2 separate regions of the Mus musculus genome follow, and region 2 is linked to region 1. Evidence: chromatin contacts called from public HiCAR-type data. All regions are on one chromosome and are shown on one strand. The core of a region is the stretch at or near the end of the contact, and the rest is flanking DNA. Distances in the headings are between cores, read along the strand shown.

Evidence for each region. HiCAR-type assays count read pairs that join an accessible place to other places.
Region 2: a contact with region 1 is called in a HiCAR-type map of fibro-adipogenic progenitors, with 4 times the contacts expected there. The contact joins two enhancer-like sites. A contact is called at or near these places in 1 of 484 Hi-C or Micro-C datasets (uterus) and 1 of 115 datasets of contacts at active chromatin or transcription factors (fibro-adipogenic progenitors).

The regions. Positions count from the first base shown.
Region 1 is chr17:14,625,665-14,632,423 of GRCm38.p6, reverse strand. No RefSeq gene overlaps it. Among named protein-coding and RNA genes, the nearest start is that of Thbs2, 65 kb to the left of the region's middle. Within about 2 kb of position 4,338, at least 31 of the 459 cell types and tissues checked have an H3K27ac peak or open chromatin away from gene starts, as enhancers often do. A contact at or near this core is called in fibro-adipogenic progenitors and uterus, where this site is marked.
Region 2 is chr17:14,843,141-14,849,899 of GRCm38.p6, reverse strand. All of the region lies in intron 23 of Wdr27 (WD repeat domain 27), which reads left to right. Among named protein-coding and RNA genes, the nearest start is that of Gm23352, 55 kb to the right of the region's middle. Within about 2 kb of position 2,564, at least 26 of the 459 cell types and tissues checked have an H3K27ac peak or open chromatin away from gene starts, as enhancers often do. A contact at or near this core is called in fibro-adipogenic progenitors and uterus, where this site is marked.

The sequences.
Region 1 (6,759 bases), core at 3,089-5,588:
GGGGAAGTAAAAGGATGAGAGACTCACACATCATATATAACAGAGTGCTGTTTTGCTAAGAACCGATTCTTATCTTCAGGAAGGCAAAGTTGAAGACTTCATTGACAATATGACTTTTTTATTCATCATTCAATTTTCTACAGAATGCTCTTAGACAGACTTAGTATTTCATTGTCATCTGAGCTGCCTAACTATGGTCAGAGATGGGATTCTCTGCTCTTAAGTGGGGGGTGCTTTGTTTCCCACCCACTTTAATATCGGTTGGGAACTTGTCTAGTAGACCAAGGTTATCAAGCTCCCCCAAACAGGAAGTCTTTTGTGGTGATTTTATGCTTCTTATTTTATATTTGAACAAAATTTCAAAACCCAGTTGTAGTAAGTTATCTGAGGAGGCTAATTCTGAAGGTTGCCAAGAGATATTGTATGCAAAAACGGTTCTATTCAGACTTAATTGAAAGATACACTTAATGTAAGTTTTCTTCATTTTGGTTTATACAGAATGCCTCCCAAAGCTCAAAACTGTATAATTTGCACCATTTTATATTACAGACTTGGTCCATAAACATGTCCTGTTATGACCCTCTTATCGGAGTAGTAATCCATCAAGTGTGTATGTGAGGTTTGTAGAGCTGTGAAGAAGACACACAAGAGAGCAGAGGAGTCACTGTGAACAGGGCTAGTGCACATTTCTATTTACCTCATGCTGGAAGCTGTAAAGCTCTTTCTTCAAGAGTTATATTTGAGGAACATCTTCCATTCATTTCACAGAGTCTCAATGTGTGTGCATTCTGCATTAGATTGAATGTACTAAGCAGCTCAGCTAGAAGAACATATCCCACAGACAGGCAACAGCTTTTGGGATAGCTCCCATCCCAGTTGTTCAAGACCTACATGAAGACCAAACATTTGCTACATATGTGCAGGAGGCCTAGGTCCAGACCATGTATATTCTTTTGTTAGCGGTTCAGACTCTGAGAGACCCAAGGGTCCAGGTTAGTTGACTCTATTGGTCTTTGGGTGGAGTTCCTATCACCTTTGGGGCCCACATTCCTTCCTACTATTCTTTCATAAGAGTCCCCAAGCTCCATCTACTGTTTGCTATGGTGTATCTGTTTGAGTCAGCTGCTGGTTTGAGCCTCTCAGACGGCAATATGCATAACAGTATCATTAATAGTGTCAGGAGTTGCTATTTGCCTGTGGGGTGGGTCTTAAGTTGGACTGGTTATTTGTAGTCTCCCCTCCCCCAGCCTGAAACCTGCTTGCTCAGGGGTGGAGCTTCCTGCTCAATCTTTCTGCCACGCCCACTGCTGGAACCTGCCACTTTGCTGTTCTGAAGCCATCACGTGATAACCCTGCTACTGGATCCCAAGATTATTTGGCGGGAATTGGGCTCCTCCCCCTTCCTTTAGTGCTGAAATAGTAAAAGTTGAACCTTGAGCAGAGAGCTTTGTCTTGGTTCCTTCCTTATCTCAAGCAGCCCAGCCCCTCTTCTCTTCCAGGTTTCCAAAATGTCTTTCCAGGCTAGAACCCAGGTTGTGATCTACTGGTCAGACACAACAGTTATTGGTTGGCCACTCTCCCAGTCTCTGTTCCATATCCCATGACTGCATTTCTTATAGACCAGATACATTTTGAGTTGAAAATTTCGTGGGTGGGTTGATGTCTCTATTGCTTCATGAGCATTCCTGCCTGGCTACAGGAGGTGGCCTCTTCAGACTCCATGTCCTCAATGTAGTGAGCTACAGCTAAGGCCACCCCCATTGATTATCGGTCACTTCTCCCATTCCAGGCCTCTGACTCATCCCAGAGATGCCCCCATCTTCTCACCCCCTGTCAGTTACAGATCTCCATTAATTTTCATGGCTCTCTAGCTATTTCTCCAATCCTTCCCCATACCTGATCCTGGACTCCCCATTCCCCTCAGTCCCCTCTCCCTCTTAGCTCCCTCCCTCCATCTGCCTTTTATGACTATTTTATTCCCCCATCTAAGTGAGATTCAAGTATCCTCACGTGTGCCTTCATTTTTCTTTGTGTCTGTGGAGTATAACATGGGTACCTGTATTTCATGACTTATATCTACTTGTAAGTGATCACATACCATGCATGTCCTTTTGGGTCTGAGATACCTCACTCAGGATGGTTTTCTCAAGTTCCATATATTTGTCTCCAAAATTCATGATGTCTTTGTTTTTAATAGCTGAATAGTATTCCATTGTGTATACCACATTTTCTTTGTCCATTCTTCAGTTGAGCGATACTTAAGCTCTTTCCAGTTTCTGTATATTATGAATAAAGCTGCTATAAACATAGTTGAGCAAGTGTTTTTATGGGATGTTGAAGCATCTTTTGGATATATGCCCAGGAGTGGTATAGCTGGTTCTTGTCTTGACTAGTCCCAGTTTTCTGAAAAACCACCAAATTGATTTCTAAAGTAGTTGTAAAAGTTTGCACTCCCACCAGCAATAGAGGAGTGTTTCTCTTGCTCCACATCCTCACCTGCATGTGCTATCACATGAGTTTTTGACCTTAGCCATTTTGATGGGTATAAGGTGGAACCTTGGAGTTGTTTTGATTTGCATTTCTCTGATGATTAAGGACTTTGGACATTTCTTTAGTGCTTCTCAGCCACTTGAGATTCCTTTGTTGAGAATTCTCTGTTTAGCTCTACCCCTTTTTTAAAATTGGATTATCTGGGTTGTTGGTGAGCTCTTTATAAATTTTAGATCTTAGCTCTCTGTCAGATATAGGGTTGCTGAAGGTCTTTTCCCAATCTGTAGGCTGCCATCTTGTCTTATTGGCATGTCCTTTACCTTACAGAAGCTTTGCGGTTTCATGAGGTCCCGTTTTATCAATTGTTGATTTTAGCTAGGCTAAAACTTAGCTGGGCTGTCTTGTCTGGCCTCAGGGGGAAAGGGAGTGCCTAGCCTTGCAGAGACTTAAAGTGTCAGAGTGGAGGATACCCAGGGGCATCCCACACACTCAGAAGAGAAGGGAATGGGGGAGAGGGGAAGGATTGTGGGAGGGGATGACTGGGAGGGGGGTAGTGAGAGGGATGTAAAGTGAATAAGTAAGGAATAAAGTTAAATTTAACAAAAGCGTGAATGTAGAATATGTATCCTTCCCTACACACATGGATAACTTTCATAAATCACTCTTTAGAAACATGGAGTTTAAAAAAAAAAAAAAACACTCTTTATGGCATGAAAGCTTTCTAGAGACCTAAATCGTGCACTACTCGTTCAGGCTCTGAAACAAGTTCCTGTGCTTGAAGCTGTGTGGTGGGAGAAGCCACTTTCACTCCTGCCCTCAGGGACTGCTGTTGCACAACCTCCTCCCTTGGTGAGGTATCAGATTCCACTTTGACAGCATCTAGTCTTCTGAGGGACTTCTTTCCTTTTCTTTCTCTGCTTTTTCCATTTCCCTTCCTGTGGCTCTTGTACGGCTGCTCTTATCCTGAATTGGACTTTTAAGTTCAGTGATAATAATGACCTTATTGTCCTTGCCCATAATTATACCCCGAATGCCATGCGGTAGGCATTTAATAAATTATAACCTGAGCAGACAGGGCAATGACTTGCAGTGCTGACAATGGTACACGATGCACATGTGAACATGACCTGAGAGCCACACTTCATGGTGAGAAGCAGATGGAGAATGAGTGGCTGGAGACACTGAAAACAATGAAAGGTCGATGAGTGGGGAGTAACTCCTGGCGCTGTTGGAACATCATAGCCACGGTCTTCAGGAATTGGGGTGAAGCCATGAAGAACATAGGGCTAGATTAGTTCAGAACTTGAGAACAACCACAGCACAACACAATCTGTAGCACAGCACAGAACAACCCACATCACAATACAACCCACATCACAATACAACCCACATCACAATATAATCTACAGCATAACCCATAATACAACACAATCTACACCATGGTACAACCCACATTACAATATAACCCATATCACAACACAACCTACATCACATTACAATCCACACCATGGTACAACTTATAATATAACACAACCCATATCACAATACAACCCATGTAACAACACAATGCACATAACCATACAACATAACCCTCACTACAACATAATTCAACACAGAACCCACATCATAATACAACCCACAACATAACACAACCCGTACAGTGGCACAACCCACACAATTACACAACCCACATAACCATGAGGCATCAGAGGTTAAAACGCAAAGTATCTGTGGGACTTTGGCCTTGGGAAGCTCTTGGGCCATGACTGTAGAGCAGCCTAAGGCAGATGCACGGCCCCTCTGTCATTGCAGGCCAGAATCCTGCTCTGTGGTGTAGCATCTGGCTGCCCATCATCCGCCGCAATCTGCATGCGCTCCTTCATCCTGCTCCCCGGCCTGTGAGCTGCCTGAGGAACACCACGCCTCACGCTTTGGAACGGTCGCATTAATAGTTATCAGATGTGACTTCAAATTATTTTTATCTTGGAAAGGAAAATTTTGACCAAGAAATCATTACATATTTATTTTAACATTTCGTGAGTAGAAACACATTTTCTTTGTTTTATTTTGCCCTTCAGCATTTTGGAAAAGTTGAGAGGAAAGAGGATTTGGAAGACATAAAAAGGAGAGGTTTTTTTTTTTTGGCTTTAAATATGTTGGAAGTATTAAACTTTCAACTCTTTTGGAATCTTATCAGAAATATCATCCCGAAGCTCCAATCCGGTTTTTGTCACCGTGATGGACCTCAGCTTTGTCTGTGATGAATTGTGTACTTGTATTCCTGAGGAATTCCTGCCTGTGCCCCCATAAATTTCTGAACCAACCCATCCTTCGGGATCTTTGTGAAGAATTTCAACAGCAGAAACAGGACCGCGTGAGCAGCCTGGTGCTCCCGCAAGGGTCACAAGGTCTCTGGTGTGTTTACTTACTTGCTCAGTGCCTCTGTTATTTAGAAATTTGTGATCCTTATTTTAAGAAAATGAAACTGAGGCTTGAAAAATAAATTAATAACCTAAGATGTAGCAAGACCTCAGCACTTCACCCCACGAGTCGCTTCTATGGTGAGAAGCAAGTAACTGATGTGTGGGGCAAAATCAGCAAGAGCGGGTCTGATCTGCATCAGTGACTAACAGGAGCGGCGTGAAGGAAAACGGATTCCATCTGAGACGCCTGTGGAACCGGGCGGGGTGGGGTGGGGGTGAGGGGGTAAAGAGGTGAAGGACACGGGGCCAAAAGCCAACCGAACTTCCTTCACAGAAACAGTCTCTCTAACCGTTCCTACCGAAAGAGCCAGTTTCTCTTAGGCATGGGCCAGGCAGGATCTGCAAACTCCCTCCTGTCAAAGTTCCCTGTACACAGTAGAAGCCCCATTTTGTCACTAGGGTTTGCAGCTTCCATTGCATCTCTCAGCAGTGGCGCATTGTGACAAGGTCTGTGGCGCGTGTGACAGTCTTCCCTCATGACCAATTTCCTTCTGGCTTCCTTTCCTGCTCACCGGTCCTTCCTCATTCCACCACATCCTTACTTAGCTCTGAAAAGACTTCAAGCCTGTTTTCATTTCAGGGTTTGAAAGCCTAACTCCGACATATCAGTGCAGTAACTGGACCCAGGTGTTTATTTTTATTTCCTTGCGCTGTGCGCTAAGCTTCTTTACTTTGGAATTCAGGGAAGGGATTTCCCTTATTCCTATTTCTTGGCACCACAGGGTGTAGTAGGAGAAGTTGAACAGAGAAAAAAAATGCATCTTCATTGCCTTTGTTAATGATGATTAAAATAGTGGTTAATGTGTAATTTGATTATGAATATCATAAATGTTCATTATAAAATGTACATGTCAAGATAGATACTGAACTTAATATAAAGAATATCAAAACCAAAAAAAAAAAAAAAAAGAATTATATTCTGCAGCAATGGCTGCTTTTAGTAGGCCATGGGGAGCCTCCTCAGAGCAAGAAAACCAGGAGAGGCTGAGACCTCCGTTGTGTGCAAAACCCGGGTGACTCCCAGGAACCATGTGACCACTCCCCAAATGATGTTTCTCTAAGAAGATCAAACTGGCTCCATCCTATCTCTGGTGGCCTGAGCCCAGCCTTGAGTTAGGCACCAAGACTTAGGGGCAGAAGAGCAACCGCGCTCCACTGTTCACAGCCTGATTGTTGAACCAGTATCCAACAACTTTAGACGTTTCTTGGCAGGCCGAAGCACAAGAGGACTTCCCAGTGTGGAGGACAGTCTGACACTCACTGCCAGTTGCCTTGGAGGAAACAGAGACACTGGGCTCAGAGAAGGAATAACAAATGGGTCAGTGTGACAGACATCTGAGCCTAGGAGAATCTGGAAGTCAGGGAAATGATACCTCATTTGTTATTGTTTGAGAGAACAATGTATTTCCAATATTTATAAGATAAAGAGAAAAATCGGTTTATCCAGATGAATATCCAGATGAAATAACCTTTGAACCCTTGGTTCTGTTTGTTTGTTTGTGTGTGTGTGTGTGTGTGTGTGTGTGTGTGTGTGTGTGTTTTGTTTTTTGTTTTTGTTTTTTTTTTTCGAGACAGGGTTTCTCTGTGTAGTCCTGGCTGTCCTGGAACTCACTCTGTAGACCTGGAACTCCACCTGCCTCTGCCTCCCGTGAGCTGGGATTCTAACAGGGCATTTATGAGATCACACAGTCTATGCCTGGCTGTTTGGTTCAGGGAAGTCTCAGTGTTGAAAGATGAAAAATGTATATATAGCATTTATAGTTAGTTGGAATTATTTATACTTATC
Region 2 (6,759 bases), core at 1,315-3,814, 220 kb before region 1:
TCTGACCAATAGAGTAGGGTGCTAAAACCTGATCCCAGGAAGTCCCCAGAAAACTTGTGAGTTTCAAGTTGGAAATGTCTTTCTTCTGTTATCTCATGAAATAGTCTCTGTTGCCTTCTTCCTGTTCAGTCACACCTGTTACTCTGACACCAGGAAAATGTCAACAATCCCAGTCACCCCGGGCTCACTTCCCATCTGTCCCTCACCATGTACAGATAGAGTCTCACTTCCCAGCTATCCCTCACCATGTACAGCATTTTCTGATGTCGCACAACATCACATGTCAGTGTCTCCCCATCCTACATGTTATGTTGTCTGAAATGCTGTGCCTGTGTGCCATAATTTCTTCTTCTTGCTGTAGTCTCCCCAGCTTCTGCTAGCTCCCCAAGTCTTGAGTTCCCACGTCCATGGTCATCCTCTAGGAAGGATCCACCTTCTGATGATGGTGTAGTGGGCCTGGTCCAGCTTCTTCGTACACTCCTGTCTTTCTCCACTCACTTAGACCTTAGATTAGAGGTTCTGTCACAATGCTGAACCCCTCCTATGCAGATTTCTCAGCAGCTATGTGGTGTGTCCATCTGCCATTGGCGGCTTGTTCTGAGGTATCATCAGAGTAAGGGCTAGAATTCTCATACCAACTAATAAGTTATGAAGAATACACTTTATCCATGATCTCATTAAATATGCCTGTATCACATCAATCTAGAAAGAAATACCCAAGTTTGCCAGACTTGAGCAGACAGATCATGGAGCACCTATTCATGTGTCAGGTGTGCTGATAGGCTGACCCTCAGCTGGGCTCCTCTAAAGGGTTGTGTGTGATGCAGGCCTCTTCTTTCTGCTTAGAGTTGTAAGCACGTCCTGTGTAACACAGAATTCAGGAGTGAGGCCTCAAAGTGTCCAATACTCTGAGTGCCAGTTTCTGTGTCAGATGCTGTCTCTGTGGAGTTCCATCCACGTTAGCCCACTCTTGGTGTTCTTTTTCCCATCAGGTTTCATCTTCTCTTCATTATCACTCACCCAGAGCATTAACAAATAAAGGGTGATTATATAAAACAAAACATTGAAAACATTTTTATCAAAGCATAAATTTTCAATAGATAAAGTGATTTAAAATGAATTTTATATGATTTAAACAGTTATTTAGAAATTTTCACTTTCATTAAAATTAAAAGTGTATAACTCATATTTGATTTTTTTTATGTTCTAACTTTAAATAAAGATGACATAGTTTAGTTTTCTTAAGACTAAAGAAATCTTATTAACCATTTTCATAGGAAAGAAAAATGGTTTGCAATCCGGATCTGCATACCAATGTTAAGATCAATCATTACAGGTCATGCATGCTCTGTCCAGACACACAGCTGCAGAGAGGAACATGTTATGTGCAAAACAGTCCTTGATGCCATGTGGACCTGTTGTCATTTCTTGTCAGCTCATCTGATGTCAACTCTAGACGATAGCCCAAAAGCAAAATCCAGCGTGTGAGTCTTGCTTTACAGTGTGGGAATTTCTGCTTTCTGGAAGGAAGCTGTTGGTGTGAAAGGTCCTTCTTTTGTCTTCAGTGCTTGCAGCACATCCTTGGCAACAGGCTGTGCTCACGGTGGGCCCATACCGCAGACGATGAACCCCAGGGTAGAGAAAGAATTATCATGGGGGACTACAGTAGGAAAAGATGAAGCTCCAGTGTTGTCCCTGATTCCACAGAACTTCTTTCCAGCCTTCTCAAACACCAATGGAGGCTGAGAGGAGAGCCAGCCCAGAAAACAGAAAGTCAAAAGCTATACAGGACACAGAAGATCATAAACGAGGAAGTCACATAAGGTGCAAAACAGAGACAGCTCATTTAACTGTTGAAAACCAGAGCTAAGAAGACAGTGGGATGTGAGCTTTCATGGAGCTTAGTGTGAAGCAGACAATCAACATATGGGCAGATATGATAAGTAAGGATGGAGGATGGACCTACTGCGTGCTGTGGCAGAGGCAGACTGGGTATAAAAAAACTGCTGACCTCAGCAATGAGTGTGTGTATAAGTGGGTGAGTGCAGTCATGTGCTCCTTAAAGAAACAAGTAATATTGTTTAAAGATGTAATTTTTTTTTTAAAGATTTATTTATTTATTATACATAAGTACACTGTAGCTGTCTTCAGACACACCAGAAGAGGGAGTCAGATCTCGTTAGGGATGGTTGTGAGCCACCATGTGGTTGCTGGGATTTGAACTCAGGACCTTCGGAAGAGCAGTAGGGTGCTCTTACCTGCTGAGCCATCTCACCAGCCCCAAGATGTAATTTTTTAATCATATAATTTACTCCTATGACATGGAAGATCTCATGCCAGAAGCATTTCTTTTTCTAAATTTGCTGCACAGAGCAGAGAGGTGGACTGCCCTGGGAAGAGAAAGGGAAGGAAGGAGGAAGGGAATGAAAAGGTCCCCAGAAATCTGCCCTCCCATCTGAGAGCAATGCCATTGGCCCAGCAACAAACCCTAGCAGTCTTGCACACGGTGGAGCCAGCTATGCAATATGAGTGATCCAGGGAGCCGTGAGTCAGATTGTGTACAGACCAGGTCCCAAGTGTCCTCTGTAAATCCACAGTGTGACGGGTAGAGGTGCAGAGCAGTAGGGGACAATGGAGAGGCTCTTTCTGAACAAAGATTTCCAAGGTACGTGAGAAGGAGGGATGAAAGCTGGGCACATCTCTAGTGTCAGTCACTGGCTCTGTCCTCTGCATGGCATTTCTCCTCGAGGTCTCTAGGGGCTCATGCAGCACGTGGACACTCAGCAGCAGGGCGACTGTTTGGATTTCAGCTCTTGAGCCTTGGCCATGGAAGATGGTTCAGATTATGTTTAATGGTTGTTGATCTAATATCTGGCTGGCGAGGATATTTGTCCCTGATGGTCTGGCAAAGCTTTCAGGTCTGCAAACACTCATTGCTGTGGCCTCCAGCCCTGAGCACACTGTGGTCACACTGTAGGAATGTGACAGTTGGACCATAATTTTAGTTCTGCTCAATTTCTTTGTAAGTGATTTATAAATCCAACTTAAAAATGTATCTCAAATAAGCTGCAGCAGTTTTGTTCTTCTCAGCACATAGGATTCCAGTTACACAGCTGGTTCTATTATTGAACTTTGCTAATGAAGTTTGTGAATTATAAGAATGGCAAGTATGTTTTACTCAAGGACAAGCAGATTAAAGAGAGCAACAGACTTTGAAGGGAGGCAATACAATAACAGTGTCTGACAGATAAGCCACTCATTGTATAGACTTGTGCAAGTGTGGGTATCTTTGTGCTAATTGTTCTCAAGAACAATTAAGAGAAGGATTCAATTGATAGTTTGGCTATGATAAAACAGACTTTCTTTAATAGAAATTGCATGTAATATGTAGTTATTTGTGAAAATGTAAGCTGCAATGACAGAAAATATATTGTTGGAGTTACTGTTTTATAACTGCAGAGACAGTACCTCTTAACTTTTTGACTTTTTTGTTCATTTTTTTTTTCAATTTGTAAAAAGAAATAGTGCATATTCTTTCGGGAAATAGAGTAAACAAGCCAGGTGTGGTCATCGGGTCTGTAATCCCAGCTGCTCAGGTGGTTGAAGCCAACCTGAGTTAGTAAGATCCTATTTAAAAAACTCAGTGGCAGAGAGGCTCTGGGTTTGACCCCATCACAACAAAATAAATACGTGGAAGGGATGTGCAGGGGGAGGTAGGAGAGAGACAGAGACAGTGAGATGAGAGAAAGGGACAGGGAGGGAAACAGCAAGCACAAGGGAAAACATGACAGCTCACAGGCATGGACACTCTAGAACTCTCACATATTTCTTTCTGAGCATATATAGGTCTGTATGTGTTTATACTTATATACATCCACAGGTGAAGAAAAAGAAGATTCAGTTACAAATACCATTTATTTCTCTTGTTTTCCACCTAATATTTTTAAAGTTAATTTTAGGATGACCATTTGGGTGTAATCATATAGAAATGAAGTTGGTTTCTGTATATTGATCTTTGTGATCCAATTGGACTTGCTTATTAGGTATAATTGGTTTTGACTGTTTCTTACTTTATGTGCATATGACTCTACCATCTGAAAGATCAGTTTCAGGTCTTCCCACTCCAGGTGAGTGCAGTTCTCTTTATTAACTTCCCTTAGTATAAGAGTAGCTATCCCTTGCTCACAGTCAGCTATTGGATGGATCACAGGGCCCCCAATTGAGGAGCTAGAGAAAGTACCCAAGGAGCTAAAGGGATCTGCAACCCTATAGGTGGAACAACATTATGAACTAACCAGTACCCCGGAGCTCTTGACTCTAGCTGCATATGTATCAAAAGATGGCCTAGTCGGCCATCACTGGAAAGAGAGGCCCATTGGACTTGCAAACTTTATATGCCCCAGTACAGGGGAATGCCAGGGCCAAAAAGTGGGAGTGGGTGGGAGGGTATGGGGGACTTTTGGGATAGCATTGGAAATGTAAATGAGGAAAATACCTAATTAAAAAAAAAGAGTAGCTATCTTTGTTGTGTTCCTGATTTTAATAGACACTTCCAGGACTTTGTCATTAAGGATGATGTCAGTTGTGGGGTTTGCATGCTGGGCCCCATAGTGTGCAGGGAAGCCCCCCTTATTGCTAGTCTGTTTGGTGTTTTTGTAATCATGAAAATGTTTAATTTTTGTGTAATTGTTTTTGTCTGTTGAGATGACCATGTGGTTCACGCTTTACTCAATTTCTACAGGATATCAAATGAACTCTTTTTTTGTTGTTACACGGTTCCTTAACATAACCTGTTTACTCTGTGTAATGCTACTTGTATTTATATTTTCAGAGCTGACCATCAGCACTGGGTGTTCCTCCCTGGGGAAGACAACCACTCCTGCTCCCAGCTCTCGTTGGTTACTTGAAGTTTGTGTAGAAGTGAATAGGGTTTGTGTAGGGAGAGGCCTCATGGACTTTTCTTCACTTAGTTTGGCATGTCCATTGACATCACCATCTTTCAGCTCAGATTTAGACAGTTATGTTGGTAAGGCCTTATAGACATAGCTTCTGATTGAGACACAGTCTCACAGCAACCTTCCCCACCCTCTGGCTCTTCCAGTCTTTTTGACCCATCTTCTACAATGTTCCTGGGGCCTTAGACTGGGGTATTGACATCAGGACTGATGGGGCCCACAACTGTGCATTGTCATCAGTTGTAGTTTTCAGTAGTGGTCTCCATCTAAAAGAAGATTCCTTGATGAAGGGTGAGGACTATACTTACTTCTCTGTGATATAAGGACAGATGTTTATAGATACCTATTAGGAATTATGCTGGTTTAGTAAATTAGAGGTTGAAGATTCTCCTCTAATAGCCATGAGTTCAGTAGTTATGCATAGTTAGCTAGGTTTCAGTATCAGGCATAGTTTCCGTCTTATTGAGTGGGACTTAAGCCTAGCTGTTGGCTATTGCCAAAATGCGTATGCAATTACTGCACCATTAGGGTTATTGTCTCATGCTGGTTGTTGATGTGGCACATGCTCATCATGTCTGGGTAGGACTGTTGGCTGTCTCCCTTCTTTGAACCTTGCATGATACCTTCAGAGGATAAAAAATAAGAGAGAGTAAAGAAGATGAGAATGAGTTAGGGAGGTGTATATAATCAAATCTATTAAATATTTGTATAAAAATGTTTTAAGGAAACACATTTCATAAATTAAATATGACATAAAAAGTAGACAAAAAGAAAAGGTGTAATATGGTGGCATTTTGTGTTTAAATATATGGCCTGTCTGACCAGATCTTCAGACATTGGCACACATTGGATGCTGAGTTCTCTGATGCACAGTGGGGTTGCCTTGGGCCTGGGAACAGGAGTTTGTATCCGCCACAGGCAGTGGTTTTTGCCAGGGAAACTTTTCTCCTCCAGGAGGAAGTTCCAAAGCTACTTGGATCCTGAATCCACTTATTTATTTCATGTTCCCTAAGTGAATAGCAGACACAGTGAGGACAGTCTTGGTGGCTTGTGCCCATCCTATCTGTATTGCGGATTCCGTGTGTCCGTGTTGTTCCCTGCTCACCTGGCCCTGCTGCTCCTTTATTTCTTTTCAGCTGGCAGTCCCTGGGGCCTTACGCTAACCAGCCCAGTCATACTCTCTTCTGTCCTTGGAATGGTGCTATGGAAGAGGGACAATAGCCACAGCTGAAGCAAACTAGGGATTCAGAAAGTGGGGAAGTTTGCCCAAGATACCCATGGAGCAATGCCTCAAAGATAGTGCTACTGTTAATTTTCAATTCCAAGAAAGCATATTGCCAGCAACATGGTCCCTGGAGACCAATGGGACACTAATCTTTTCAGAGCAGTTAGTAATGAATGAGCAGTGAGTGCAGTGTATGAAGTGGTTCCTAACCCAGATCACCAAGTGGAATGGAGACTGAGCATTCCTCAGGTCTGAGTTGGGAGACTAGAGACAGTGGATGGCGTTCATTTTACTTGGATTCCCCTATTTCTCTCTCTTTCTTCTTCATGTTCTTTGAGAATTCTGTATAAAATATTTTGATTATGTTTATTTTTCCTTCCTCAACTCCTTTCAGATGCACCTCTGTTTCCATGCCCACTCAATTTCTTTAAAAAAAAATTCAAATTTAATTTGTGCTGCCCACATACTTCTGGTAGTGTGGTCATCCACTAGAGCATGGACCAACAAGGAGCCACAACCATAAAGGAAGTGGACCCTCCGTCTCCCAGTAGCTGTCATTCGCCAATAGCTCCTCAGCTA